Linked DNA regions of Sus scrofa: regions 2, 3, 4 and 5 are each linked to region 1. Evidence: chromatin contacts called from public HiChIP or PLAC-seq and promoter capture Hi-C data. All regions are on one chromosome and are shown on one strand. The core of a region is the stretch at or near the end of the contact, and the rest is flanking DNA. Distances in the headings are between cores, read along the strand shown.

Region 1 (2,807 bases), core at 183-2,682:
AGTTCCTACCAAGATCCCCCCTCGAACACACCCTGCCCCTCCCTTATCCTCAGCGCACCCCCCCGATCCTGCGACCCACAAAGTTCCCCCCTCCTCTTCATTTCCCCAGACTCAACGTTTTAGGCTTCTCAGATTCCATCTTCCGCCTGCCCCTTGCCAGATAACACCCATCTTGCTCGGCAGCTCTCTCCATACCTGTTTATTCGCCTGTCCCCAGAAACTCCTCTCCCTTCCCCAGGGCTCTCTCACCTTTACTCAGGGCAAAGCGCCCGGGATTCCCGGGCCTAGAGGCCCAATTCTCTGAAAAGCCCCCCGACCGTCCTCGGTCTTGAAAACACAAGCCGCGCAGTCGCAGTTTCAATTAATCTGTAATTCCCGCGCTTTCCTGTTGCCACGGAAACGCCATCGCGGAGCGTGAGCCTTTCAGAATGCGAGAACTAAACAGGTTACGGAAGGGCGGAGCTGAAAGAGCCGAGTCCCTCGGGGCTCCCGATTGGTCATCCATTCTTTCCCCGCGTTGCGTAATTAGAAAGGGACGGAAGACAACGAATTCTCCCGGAGTTTTCCAGTAGGCGTCCACCCCCTCACCTCTAGGCTTGGAGTTGCGACTTATTACGTCACAATGATTGCTGTACTAGAGTCGGAACCACTGCGTGAGTATGGAAAACAAGCGAGAGTAAGTGCTTAAAACAGTCACAGGAAGAGGCCGGTACCCTCACTCTTTCCTCCACAATGGACGTCTCCAGTTTAGGTAAATAATTGTGGAGGGAAAAAACTACCATTTCCAGCATGCATTGCGCATCGAAAGGTCTTGGCCACAGAGTTCCTAGGAAACTGTAGTCTTAAGGAGAGGAGCTTCCGACAGAGGAAGCGGGCAGGCTTCTGACGACAACCCAGTTGATAAATTGAAGAGCTCTGCTGCGCTTATGCACTCAACAGATATGGATTGGAACGTTGTGTTTTGCTATCTTGAGAGCGGAGAATAGGCTAAAGAACCTACAAGTCCTAGGAAGACTACAATTCCCATCCAGCCCCGCGAGTCTCCAGCAAGTCATCTTATAAGGTCGGTGACCTAAGGGAACACTTCGGGCGCAGCTTTTACCTGGGAAAAGGAAATCCGCCAGTGTCCAGGCTCCGGCCCACGGCTGCGCACTGGTAGTTCCGCCCCTTTGCCCCAGTGTTTGTTATTGTTGTGAGGATCAGGGCGCTCCTGCCCCGCCCCCGCCAGCGCATCTTCGACCAATCAATCGGGTGGTGGTTTTGAGGGACAAATGGCAAGAACCAATCATCTTGTTGGACACTCAGAGCAACAGGGGACTAGGCCCTGTCTCTCTCCGCCATGTTAGATTTATCCCGTAGGGATAGCAGCAGAGCTGGCAGTGAACTGTCCCTACGCTGGTCTCCGGCAGGCGCCCCCCGGGGGCGGAAAGCTGGTAAGGAAGAAGCTGCGGTTGCCTAGGGTGGTGTCACGTCGCCCTGAGGGTGCTTGGGGAAGTTCAAGGAGGGAGTCCTGCAAAGAAGAGGGGCGACTTTTTCCATGTCTGGGGCAGCTGATCTTTTCAGTGACCGGATGGGAGAGCCGTTTGAGGGGGCCGAGGAGGCGGATACCACCGGAGGGTTGAAGGGTCCATGGTTCAGAACGCCTGGGTTCTGCTGGAGGACGCCAAGACTCCCCAGCACAAAGAAGGCCTAAGCAAAGAAAAGGAAAGAGAGTCCTTAGGGGGTGGTGACACTGCCTGGGGGACATGGAGTGATAGGAAATGATAACTGGACCACTAGGAGGAAGTCTGCAAGGAAAAAAAAAAAAATGACACTACCCACACAGTCTCTTCATTCCTCCTCACCCCACTTTTGGGGAAACTCATAAAGAAGTCTCCTTGGTCAGGGACCTCCGGTGGAAAGGCACCGTTTTATCTTTTTATTGAACATGCAGTTTTCAGGTGACACGTTTTAACTAGGATAGCTTGTACAGGCCTCATTTGGAGACAGTAATCAAAGCTCAGCTTCCCAGGTCAGCCTTATTAAAGAGATTTTTGATATCCCAGAAAAATCGACAGGAAAAGCTTTGTGCCAGGCAAAGGTGAGCCAATAGCATGAACTTGAAATAATTCCAGTTAATGAAAGCTGAAGGCCTGAGCCCCAGCTACCTGACTTTACCTACTACAGAGACAGATGGTGTTAACCATAGCCTAGATATTTCCACAAGTTCAAGATTAGTGCTCTTGCTGAAAGCATTTTCACATACAAGGCGAAACAAAAATAGGCAGCTCTTTATGAAGACCTGGATGTGGTCCAGCTAAACTAGAATCTCCCACTTCCTGTTTTCTCCTCATCCCCCGCCAACCAGCTGGATGAGCACCAAAGTATCTAAACTAATTTCCAATTGTGTAATTTGAGAAAAGGGGAAGAATATGTTTCCTTCTGGATTCTCAAAAGTGTGAGAGTGAGTTTTTCATAAGTTGAAAAGTGAGAATGTGTTTTAGGATATTCACTTTTGGTGGAATGAATCAGTCACTTAATCGCTCTGATTTTTTGCTGAAGATTCTGGGGACTTGGCAGGAATTCTGTCCAAATCTTAAGGACCCCAAGAATTGCATTTTATATGAATGAAATACTATATGTCAACAGGATTGGTGCTAGAAACTATTTTGTTGGTGAACTTGGCTCTAGGTAGAGATAAAGAATAGAAAAGGTTGGGGGAGATTGTCTTTGGATTTAAAAAAAAACTCTGATCCATCAGAGAGTTCAAGGTCATTTTTAATGACAGTCTCAGTTGTATTGTTTCACAGGGCAGTTCCTTATACTGT
Region 2 (2,700 bases), core at 173-2,672, 320 kb before region 1:
AACACAGCCACAGCAACGAGGGATCCCAGCCGCATCTGCGACCTACACCATAATCACGGCAACGCCAGATCCTTAACCCACTGAGCGAGGCCAGGGATCCAACATGCATCCTCATGGATGTTAGTGAGATTCGTTTCCGCTGCGCCACGACGGGAACTCCTGGCAATTAAGTAATCTCTTTTATCAATGCCACACCATCCCGGCTCTGGGGATTCCAAGGCTCAATACAGACAAGCTCTCGCGGAAACCTCTGATAGAATTAGCACCTTCTCAAGTTGGAAACTTCATTCAATGCCGGTTTCTTAAACTTAAAAGCCCGGGTGGGGGATTTTTCTCTTTAAAGGCATGATGGCAGCAAATGCGGAAGAGACCCACATTTCAACGCCATCCTCACACGCACTCAGTTGTCCTGGGCTCTTGTCTACCTCGGCTCTCGGCTCCCCATCCCTACCCCTCTTAAGCCCTAGACTGGACACCTAGGCTACTCCATTTACTACAATCCCGTACTTCATCCACAAAAAGCCCACTCTCAATATTTCCATGCGCGGCACGAACATCCTTCCACATTCCTTCCCCTCCCCGTCCCCGAAACAATTTCTCAGTAGTCCCTATTTACCGAAATAAGTTTGTCCCACATTTCCTAACAGGCAGGTCCCAAATGCACCACCCTGCCTTTGCTTCAAGGCGCTCTCCCTTTGATCCCCAAGAGAATTCTGGGGTAGGCAGGGACTGGCGCGAGACCAAATTGGGAGAGAACCCTCTTACTCAGGGCTGGGGCTTGGGGAGGCGAGCTGGGCGCCGAGCGCGCAAATCTGAAGGAGCCACACGGCACCTGCTCGACCCCGAGTGCGAGCGCCCCTTTCCATTTTGAGCTTTAGGAGTCCCACTCACCGCACCCTAGTCCCGGCCCTGTTTTTACTACCACCGCTTCCTCAACACCCCCCAAAGTCATCGGAAGCTGAGCCTCCCCGGTGTCCGGTCCTCCCCGTGCACTGCCCCAGCACCCTCGGAGTCCACCTCGCCAAAGGCCCCCAGCAGATGCCACCGCCCACCCGCGCCCTCCCTCCGTTGGGGCTCCCGCCCTCCCGACCCACCCCGCCCTCCAACGGGATTCCCCGTCCCGATGCCCGCCCCCGCCGCTCCTCCTCCGGGACACACTGCGCTCCCCGCAGCAGACACGGTCCTCGCCCGGGACTCTGTCGCCCCGTCGACCCCGTTCCCTCAGCCCTCGGAACCAGGAGTGGGCGCCCCGCTAACCCCGGCCAGATGGGTAATGTGCCCCTCCGCTTCCTCCCAGTTCTCTGACCCCTTCGACCCTCCTTCCCTCAGGCCCCGGGTGGCAAGGTGCGGAGGCCCGGCCCCACAGCCCGGCCCCACAGCCCGGCCCGGGCTTGTTTACTCACTCACCCTCCATCCCGAGCCGCAGGGATCGGCCGCTAGGACGCCTGCGCGCCGCGGCCCCGCCCCCGTGGCGCAGCCCCGCCCCGCGCCTCCTCCCGGCGCTTGCGCACTGCGCCGCCCGCGCCCCGGCTGGTGCAGCCGCCTGGGCTTCCTTCTTCGCACATCTGGGGCTTGGCGCCCATACGCCCAACTCCGGAGTCAGAAGTGGTGTAACCCGAGTCCGACGGTTTCCATGGCGGCGCTGTCCGGGGACAGGAAGGGCTCTTGGGAAACCTCCTGGAGCCACTAATATGTTGAAGACCTTATCCAGCGGTTGCACCATCCCCACACGCTGGTGACAAGCCACTTCTCACTTAAGCGTTTGAAACCAACCTGAAACCCCTTTTTAGGAATCTTTCACATCTGCAAATACCCCCAAACACCTGTCTATGGGCTTTAAGTTATTCTTGCCTCATTTGAGCCTGACTTCCCTATTTCTGTCAATAAATTTCCCAGTTATTTAGTAACTGCCTTGAATTCTCACAAGATACCTGTAAGTTACAAAAGGAAAAAGAGTAACTTCATAGGACAGAAATCTAGTAAACAGCACCTTAACCAAGTGATCAAAGTTAACTAGTGCTGAGAGATATCAATATGATGCAATGATAAGGGCACAGACTCACTTCGTAGTATTCTTGAAAAAATAGACAAGCTGAATTAAGGTATGAGGAAGCATCAGACAAATCCAAAATAAGGGGGAATCTATGCAATAACTGGCTGGTATCTTCAAAAATGTCAAGGTTAGGAGTTCCCGTCGTGGCTCAGTGGTTAATGAATCCGACTAGGAACCATGAGGTTGCGGGTTCAATCCCTGGCCTTGCTCAGTGGGTTAATGATCCGGCGTTGCTGTGAGCTGTGGTGTAGGTCACAGATGTGGCTCGGATCTGGCGTTGCTGTGGCTCTGGCATAGGCCGGCGGCTACAGCTCCGATTGGACCCCTAGCCTGGGAACCTCCATATGCAGCAGGAGGGGCCCTAGAAAAGGCAAAGAGACCAAAAAAAAAAAAAAAAAAAAAAAAAAAGTCAAGGTTGTAAAAGGCAAGGGGTGAGGAGTTGTCCCAGATTGGAAGATGTGACAACTAAATGTAATGTGTGATCTTGGATTGGACACCAGTAGGATAATTGATGAAATTAAAAGTCTGGTTCCTGTCATGGCTCAGCGGAAATAAATCTGATTAGTATCCATGAGGACGCAGGTTCCATCCCTGGCCTTGCTCAGTGGGTTAAGGATCTGGTATTGCTGAGAGCTGTGCTGTAGATT
Region 3 (2,700 bases), core at 100-2,599, 270 kb before region 1:
CTCATGGAAAAAGTAATTCTAGTTAAACATTTACGGCTCCCTGGGGCAATGCCATTGCTGTGGTTACTGCCTGTAGAGCTTTCCAGCATGAGTGTCAGCTCCAACACACTCACTGGACTCAGAGAGATGACTCAGTTTATTATTCTCAACCTGACCCCATCTTCCACCTTAGGCTCCAACATTGCAGAGCTGCCACACCCACCCCCATAAGAGCCCACCTCTTCTACTCTGACCTCCCTGCCAGCACCTGGGAGGAGAAGGGGTTAAACAACAAAGTGAGAAAGACTGGGAAAAGTCAAAGTCAAGGTCGGACACCTCAAACAAGGAAACAAATTAGGAGTCAGTGTCCACACACACTGGGAGGTGGGCACGTTCCCTTGACAATGGCCAAATGCACAATCCCTGGCTACTTGGGCTCTACCATCGTTCAAAACTGGTAAGAAGGCCAGCAACGCTGTGAGCAGGCTTCAACTTCTACCGAGTCACGGGGCATCAGTCATCGTGTGAAGGGGCTCCAGCAGGTTGGAGATGCACCATGCCCATGTGGATCAGTGTCCTGATGCCCTTTCCAGAGCTCGGGCTCGAGCAGCTTTGGCCTCATCCTCCAGCTCATCCAAGAAACGCTCCTGGGACACCGAGTAGAAGGTGTAACCATCTGGGGAGGTGGGTTCAGGAAACCACGTGGAATGTGCGCATTCCCTTTTCCCACACTTGCTCAACCACCGCTGCTGATCATCCTCCCAAATTCGATCTTCTGCCGTCTGCTCCTGGGAGCCCTCACCCGACTCCGTAATCATTAATCAATTATACTAAAATACTACCTTTAAAATGACAACGTAAGGTACACCAAACGCTTGATTCAGAGTTAAAAGGAGCCAAGGTTTTCATATCTCGGGCTCCTTCTACCACCCCCACACTGCCCTCCTACACGCCCCTGCTGCCCTTCCTGTTCCCCTAAATGCGGTCTCCCTGAGTCTACAGTCCAAACGGATACAAATTGCCAACACCAGCGCCCCGATGCCCAGGCCGGTCACGATGTTCCGGGTCCGCCGCTGTGGCAGCGTCTTCTGCCACTGGGCGAGCTGCACCTGCCGCATGAATTGCAGCTGCTCAGGAGTCAGTTTCTCCCGAGTCGGGTCGATGCGCTGAGCCACGGGGGCCTTTCCACTCTTAGAATCCACAGGATTGCCAGCTCCCGGCGCCGCCATGTTACCGCTCCGCCCTTCACAATTCCCGGGGCGCGGTGCTTGCTGGGAATCGCCGTCCTCGGCCGCCGCAGGGGGCGCTGGGAGATGTAGTGCGCATTTCCTTTCGAGAAGGGAGTGTGGCTCCTGGAAGTAGGGGGAGGGCGGGGCAGGCGGGAAGAGACTGTGATTTCCGATTGGCTGAGGGGTTCGCGGCCGTTGGGGCGAGAAAAGGCTGTGGAAAGCTTGAGGCTGTGGTATGAACAGGGTTTTCCTCAGACTTGAGGGGAGGACAAGCGCGCAGAAAGGGACGAATTAACCAGGATGCGGCAGAAGAGTCTACAGAGAAGCTAAGGGCGTCGGTTTACGGATCCAGTGAGCGTTCAGGTGCCCGAACAGGGTTCTGAAAATGGACCGACCTGTAAGGCCAAGATTGGCCTCTCTCAGTGACTTTCAGTTTGGAGCTGTTGCCACAGAGACGATCGAAGACACTCTGCTCCACTTGGCCCAGCAGAATGAGCAAGCCGTTCAGGAGGCCACGGGCCGGATGGGCAGCTTCAGGGAGACCCGGATCGTGGGTGGGGACTCAGCCCGGGGAGCTGGGTTTATGGGTAACTGGGGCACCAGTCTTTGAGGCACCGACCTTGAGATTCAGTCTAGTCTACTTTATTCATTCAAATAAGGTTTTGGTTTTGGTTTTGGCACCTACTAAAATGCAACTGCTATATGCCAGGTGGTTGGGGTAACAGTGATGAACAAGACTCACCAGCACCCTACCTTTGGTTTCAACACGTATAGAGTACTTATTCTCTCTGCCTCCTGGGATAGAAAGATGAAAGATCTAGTCCCTGCTTTCAAACCATGTATGTAATCTTTAGAGGACAGTAGGACAAATCTGCAATTGACTAGGTACAAGTATGGTTAGATAAGCGACATACCACATAAAGCTAGCTTTTATAGGGAGTGATGGAGTGAGGTGGGGGTAGGAGGAATTAAAGGAGTCCTTCAGGCATCGTGGCATTTGAAGTAGATCTTGAAGGAAGGAATCCATTTTGTTTGGCGAAGGTGGTGGAGAGGGACTGTGTTTCTACTAACGGGGTAATACGAATCAAGCTATGGAAACAGGGACACTTTGGATGAATGCAGATATCATGTTATCCAGGTTGGCTAGAGCATGTGGAAGAGTAGGTGAAATTCAGACCAGAAAAGTGGTTTGGAAACATTCCATGTGGAACTTTAAATGCCAAGGTGAGGAGTTTATACCTGACTTATTAGGAAAACAAGAAGACATTGAAGGTCTTTTTATAGGAGAGTGATATAACTGTAAACTTTCCCTTAGAAAAAATTATTTTGGCTGTGATGTAAAGGATGGATTGGAGTAGGGAGAGATGGGAGGTAGGAAAAGTGGAGTGGAGTCTTTGTCAGTAGTTTTTGTGACAGGGCAGAGAAAATGACAAGGGAAGGTAGACTAAAAATATTTCAGAGGTAAAATCAGGGTCCTGCACTGGATGAATTT
Region 4 (2,757 bases), core at 171-2,670, 470 kb before region 1:
CCTGAGCGAGGCTGCGGCTCAAAGCCGGCTGCAGAGCCAGATGAGTGGGCAGCAGCTTGTGGACCAGAGCCACGTGGTGCTCAGCACCTTGTGGGAGCCACATGTCACCCAGCGCCAGGTTGGTGCCCAAGGAAAGGCTGGGTTGTAGGGAAGGAGCCTCTGGTGGATGCCTCTCTGATCCTGTTCTCTTTTCTTTGGAACATTCTGGCCTGTCCAAAGGTGGAGAAAGCCTGGGCCCTCCTGCAGAAGCGCATCTCTGAGGCTCCATCAGATCCATGACTGACGGGTCAGAGGAGATCCAGGGGTGACTAGAGGAGATCCAGCAGTGAGGAGGAGTCAGGACCTTGAAGCTCACCCTAGTTTGGGCCTAGAAGGCTCTCAGCTAAGCTGGGTGGGGCAGAAATGGGCCTGCTCGACTGAAGAAGCCTAACCAGCTTGCTGGTGTTTGGCCAACACTGAGAGTGCGGCTCATGGGGGGAGCTGGTCCTCGGCACTGCATTCCCACGCTTGCCCAAAGGTCTGGGTACCCATGGCACGCCAGGGCCAAGGCCAACACTGGGACTTGTAACAGAATTAAAGGTGAATGTTACCAGGTGCTGTGAGGTGTCTGCTTCCTGCTCCAGTGCCTCTGGGTAGCTTTGTGACCCTTGAGCCCCACGCCTGAGCTGGAACCGGGAGTACGGTGGTTAAGAGCAGCCAGTCTGAGGCCAGCTCTGGCACTTTCTCTGACTGGCTGTGTACTTTCGGATGAGTTCTGGACTTTCTAGGTACCTCAGTTTCCAGATCTTACAAAGTAGCATAACCTGGCTAATAGGCTCTTTGAAAGAGCCAGACTGGGTGTTGGAGAAGCTTCCTTCAACAAGCCACACGGGGAGTTCCTTTCCTGGAGCAGCTGAAACGAATCCAACTAGGAACCATGAGGTTTCGGGTTCTATCCCTGGCCAATGCGTTGCTGTGACTGGTAGTGTAGGTCGCAGATGCGGCCCAGATCCCGCGTGGCTGTGGTGTAGGCCGGCAGCTGTAGCTCCTATTAGGCCCCTCCACAGAGAACCTCCTTACGCCGCCGGTGCGGCCCTAAAAAAAAAGGAAAAACAAAAAAAACCAAGCCAGGCAGGGCCCTCTCCAGAGCGCTGGCCGTCGGGGACTGCCGGCTGGGCCGGGCAGTGCGCACGCACGCAACTATCTGCGACACTACGGCAAGACGTCTAAGGGACCTCGTATCACCGAGTGTGCTTCACGTCGCGGCGGCTAGGACGCTAGCCTGAGGGAGGGCAGGGAGCGCGGCCCCAAGGAGCCGGGGTCGGACCCCGGCGCCAGCCTGGGGCCCATCCCTGCGCAGCCCGGGGGGGAGGGGTTGGTTCCCGGCCGCGCACGCGCGGTGACCCCGCCCGGCCCTCGCCTCCGGGCCGCGGGTTGGCCGACTAGAGTCACGCGGTGCGCCTCGCCTCTTCCTCGCGGCCGGGGGCCCGCCCCGCGGGCAGGTTTCCGGTTCGGTGGGTCGGAGATGACGGAGCCGGGCGCCTCTCCCGAGGACCCCTGGGTCAAGGCAAGCCCCGCGGGCGCGCACGCCGGCGAGGGGAGGGCGGGGCGGGCTCGGGCACGTAGGGGGTCCGGAAGACGAGGGGACTCCCTGCAGTCCCTAGCGCTCCCCCCGCTCTCCGGGCCCCGGGGCTGCAGAGAAGACAGCTCGCACCCCGCGTGTGCCAAGGTGGGAAGACTCCTGAGGCGTGTGCGCGCGGGTGTGAGGGCACGGGGCTGGAGGGCTGGGGGCGTGGAGTGAGCAGACGGCGTCCTGCCGAGGGGTGGTGCTCCCGCGGCCTAGCCGCTCTTGGCTCTGGGGGAACCCTGCAGCTGCCCGCGCACCCCAGGTGTGTGCGGGCGTGTACACAGACGCAGGGGCAGAAGTCCGACGGGTTTCTCCCTTGCTGCCGCAGGTGGAGTATGCCTACAGCGACAACAGCCTGGACCCCGGTGAGTGCCTCCCCCCCCCCGCCCCCGTCTTCGGCTCTGAGGACACTCCCCCTTCAGCCCTATAGATTCTCGTGGCCTTACCAGCCACACCTGAGCGCAGTCCACTGTCCCTGAGCTGGGTCTGTGCAGTGAGGGAGGAGCTGGAGGACGGGGGCAGGAAGCATCCGAGGGTGACACCTCGTTCCCTCAGCCCTGGAGCAGGGAGGTGATGGAAGTAGTGACAGCTGGTCACTCACCATCATCACGCCCCGATGCCACTTGGGGAGCCAGGAGGTATCATTGCAGGCCTGTGGAGCAGTGTAGACACTAGGAATGGGAGCATCGCAGCAGGGCACTTCAGGAAGTGGATGGCCCGGTATGGCTGGCCTTGGGGTTGAAGGGGAGAGGTCAGCGTTTAAAGCCTAGGAAGCCATTGTGCCCACCGGGTGTCTGAGGGCCTGGCAATGCCCCTCCTCTCCACCCTACTCCTTAGTGATCGGGGCCTCTCTTTTTCCAGGGATTTTTGTAGAAAGCACTCGCAAGGGAAGTGTAGTGTCCAGAGCTAATAGCATCGGTTCCACCAGTGCCTCTTCTGTCCCCAACACAGGTAGGCAGCAACATCCCCACCGTGGAGAACCAGCTGCGCCTCGTTTGAGTATCTTTCCTAGATAGGGCAGCTCCAGCCATCCACATGGGGGCGCTGGAGCCCTAGCGGTAGGGGCCGAGTCTCACCGTCTTTCCCCTCATCTAGGATATCGGGTTCTTCTATTCCTCTTCCTTCTCTGGGCACCAGGTTCTTCCCAGCTG
Region 5 (2,700 bases), core at 124-2,623, 430 kb before region 1:
ACCAAGAATTTCAAGAGGAAAGCTACTTTTAGCAAAAACAAAAAAGAATTTGGAAATACACACTTTACTGTTTCACGCTCATCCAGAACAGCTCTATTTCATTCAGCTGTAGAAGCCCCCCTCCACTGCAGTTTCCTTGGAATTTGATCAATAATACTTCCCTAGTTATGGATAAATCCAAAATATGCTTGGCAGACCCTATGAAGATCAAAGTCCATTTTAGGTGATGACAATTCAGAGAAGCAGCAGTTCCATTTTCACTGAGCATGACACATACAGATTCTTAAAGCATATTTACATCCCCACTTTTCCAGCTCAGGAAAACTCACATACACTCTTAGACACCCTCAATTTCCCTGCCTATATACTGTGGCTAAGGATGCCTCTCTAATTCCTCGGAACAGGGAGGAGTGGCCATCATAAGTGGCTTTGAAATGAGTGAAATCTCACAATCATTATTTCTATAACTGTTCTTTAAAGGCTCATAATTCTCTCTCACGTTGCAGCTATGGAGGCTCTTACTGACGCTCAGGCTTCACAAACTTCCCCGAGTGAGAGAAAGGGTGTCTAACATGCTAATTCAGATTGCTCAAACTTGTTTTCGCATCACACCTATGCATACCTTCTGAAGATCTCACGCTGAAGATCTCACGCCTCACACATCTATCCAAATAATAACTACTAAAATCTCTGGAGACAATCTTCAAAGCACCTTTGAGCAAACAAGAGAAGAGAAATGATGGCCTTAAAGGAACACAGTTTTCCCCTGGCTAAAACGAGGCGCCCTCACTCACTGCGAGCGGCTCAAGAGGTTACTAGAAGCTCCTGGTCACTGGAAGGCTCTGGGGAGAACTGCGGTGCCAAAGCCGCACGCGGGACGGAGTGGAAGGAGTTGAGGCAGAAATCAGGCAGGTACAGGAAGGAGTCAGTGCAGCGAAGAAACAGGAGAGGTGAGAGATAAAGCCCTAGAGAAACCTGATGATTTCGCGCCTCGAAGGGTTTCCGAGGATCCAGTTCTCTCACCAGAAAGCCGCGTTCAGCCCCAGGCACCACAGGGCGCTCCTGGCTGGCCGCTCCCACACCAGGGCTGCCTGCACCCGGTTCAGCAGAGGCTCGTAAGGCCCCAGCACCTCCACCAGGGCCCGCTGCGCCGCCTCAACCTGCTGGTCCCGCTCGCAGGAGCCCGACATAGTGCGGCGGCCTCTGGAACTCTGCCCCGAAGCAGGGCCTGGGGCCACAACTACCCCCTCTGCCTCCGCCATCTCCCCCCGGCAGCCACAACATCCGGGGCCACGGCCCGACAGTCACAATAACGCCGACTGCGCAGGTGCGCGATTCGGCTGGGGAGGCCGCTTCCCTCAACACTGCGCCTGCGCCTAGGCTCTAGCTCGCGTCCACCCAGTGGGAAGCAAACTGCGTCAAAGTACGTCCCGAGTGCACCAATCCGGAGCCGCGCACGCGCAATCTGCAAGACTGAGGCCGAATGAATAAGGAAGTGCCATCACCAGAACTCACTTCTCATTGGAACCGAGAGAGTTCGTGGGCGGAGCAGGTTGTTTTGGCGCCTGCGTCGTGCTGCTAGCGGGCTAGCGAGTGGCGGCTTTGCTGGCGGGAGCTGCTGCAAGGCCCGCGCCTGAGGAGCGATGCCGAGGGAGATCATCACCCTACAGTTGGGCCAGTGCGGCAATCAGAGTGAGCGAACTTCCGGTCCTTCCACTAGCCAGGTTTTTTATTCTCTATGGTATCTCGCTCTGAGATCCTGGACTCCATCTGCCCTTCCCAGAATCGTAGTTCTCCGAAGGCGGGACATGCCTGACCCAGTGCCCAGTTGCCCAACCCCGAAAGGCCCTCCCCTGCGGGGTCCCTGACATATAGCCCTGTCCTCTGACACGGGATACCCCCGAGGATTGACCTCCTATCCCTGGTCCCAGGCGCTCAGGCCCCCAGCTTCTCGTTGGAACCTGCCCAGAACCAGATATCCTCTTTCTCCCCCGCCTGCCTATGCCCCCACCCCCAGTTGGGTTCGAGTTCTGGAAACAACTGTGCGCCGAGCATGGCATCAGCCCCGAGGGCATCGTGGAGGAGTTCGCCACCGAGGGCACTGACCGCAAGGACGTCTTCTTCTACCAGGTGCCCCCAGCAACTTGACCAGGGCTGGCAGTGGCCCAGGGGGCCCGAAGGGAAGGGCAGTGGCTTGGTACTAGGAAACCCGTTGAACAGAGTGGCCAGGGCGGCTGGCTTGAGGAGGGAGGGCGAGCAGGAGCCAGAGTTGGGAGGACTGGAAGACTGGGCGGGCCGAGCTGACTGTGCCCCCTCCTGGACTCCCCTTGACAGGCGGATGATGAGCACTACATCCCCAGGGCGGTGCTGCTGGACCTGGAGCCGCGGGTGATCCACTCCATCCTCAATTCCCCCTATGCCAAGCTCTACAACCCAGAGAACATCTACCTGTCGGAGCATGGAGGAGGAGCTGGCAACAACTGGGCCAGCGGATTCTCCCAGGTCATTTGCTGTTACTCCCTGGCAGAAGAACCCCATTTTTATGATTTCCTAGAGAGAGATGAAGCCAGATGGAGGATGTAAGAGTGTAGAAAGAGAGAGACATGAGCTAAGAAAAATTCTTTTTTCTAAGCCATCTATGTAATATTAAGAGACTGCCCAAGAAATAGTAACAACAACAACAACAAAAAAAAAAAAGAC

Evidence for each region. Promoter capture Hi-C pulls out the DNA fragments that hold promoters and counts their contacts. HiChIP or PLAC-seq counts read pairs in DNA pulled down with a chosen protein or histone mark.
Region 2: a promoter capture Hi-C map of liver shows a contact between it and region 1, with 2.0 times the contacts expected there. The contact joins the promoter of EZH1 here to the promoter of BRCA1 in region 1. A contact is called at or near these places in 1 of 5 promoter capture datasets (liver), 1 of 47 Hi-C or Micro-C datasets (liver) and 1 of 2 datasets of contacts at active chromatin or transcription factors (alveolar macrophages).
Region 3: a contact with region 1 is called in an H3K27ac HiChIP or PLAC-seq map of alveolar macrophages. The contact joins the promoter of CNTD1 here to the promoter of BRCA1 in region 1. A contact is called at or near these places in 1 of 5 promoter capture datasets (liver) and 1 of 2 datasets of contacts at active chromatin or transcription factors (alveolar macrophages).
Region 4: a contact with region 1 is called in an H3K27ac HiChIP or PLAC-seq map of alveolar macrophages. The contact joins the promoter of MLX here to the promoter of BRCA1 in region 1. A contact is called at or near these places in 2 of 5 promoter capture datasets (fetal liver and liver) and 1 of 2 datasets of contacts at active chromatin or transcription factors (alveolar macrophages).
Region 5: a promoter capture Hi-C map of liver shows a contact between it and region 1, with 3 times the contacts expected there. The contact joins the promoter of RETREG3 here to the promoter of BRCA1 in region 1. A contact is called at or near these places in 1 of 5 promoter capture datasets (liver) and 1 of 47 Hi-C or Micro-C datasets (embryonic fibroblasts).

The regions. Positions count from the first base shown.
Region 1 is chr12:19,786,712-19,789,518 of Sscrofa11.1, reverse strand. BRCA1 (breast cancer type 1 susceptibility protein) reads right to left here and starts at 1,432. Exons shown (of 24, transcript XM_021066931.1): 1 at 250-1,432. NBR1 (next to BRCA1 gene 1 protein) reads left to right here and starts at 505. Exons shown (of 21, transcript XM_005656955.3): 1 at 505-1,433.
Region 2 is chr12:20,106,466-20,109,165 of Sscrofa11.1, reverse strand. It overlaps EZH1 (enhancer of zeste 1 polycomb repressive complex 2 subunit), which reads right to left and starts at 1,422. Exons shown (of 22, transcript NM_001243206.1): 1 at 1,408-1,422. LOC106505425 (a long non-coding RNA gene) reads left to right here and starts at 1,112. Exons shown (of 2, transcript XR_002337104.1): 1 at 1,112-1,270.
Region 3 is chr12:20,061,403-20,064,102 of Sscrofa11.1, reverse strand. CNTD1 (cyclin N-terminal domain-containing protein 1) reads left to right here and starts at 1,349. Exons shown (of 4, transcript XM_021066977.1): 1 at 1,349-1,762. The coding sequence starts at 1,594. It overlaps LOC100518575 (cytochrome c oxidase assembly factor 3 homolog, mitochondrial), which reads right to left and starts at 1,272. Exons shown (of 2, transcript XM_003131381.4): 1 at 995-1,272; 2 at 119-655. The coding sequence starts at 1,208. The coding sequence ends at 549.
Region 4 is chr12:20,256,206-20,258,962 of Sscrofa11.1, reverse strand. MLX (max-like protein X) reads left to right here and starts at 1,420. Exons shown (of 8, transcript XM_003131386.4): 1 at 1,420-1,546; 2 at 1,935-1,971; 3 at 2,468-2,557. The coding sequence starts at 1,505. It overlaps COASY (Coenzyme A synthase), which reads left to right. Exons shown (of 10, transcript NM_213789.1): 9 at 1-118; 10 at 220-585. The coding sequence ends at 279.
Region 5 is chr12:20,219,666-20,222,365 of Sscrofa11.1, reverse strand. RETREG3 (protein FAM134C) reads right to left here and starts at 1,373. Exons shown (of 9, transcript XM_003131384.4): 1 at 1,024-1,373. The coding sequence starts at 1,262.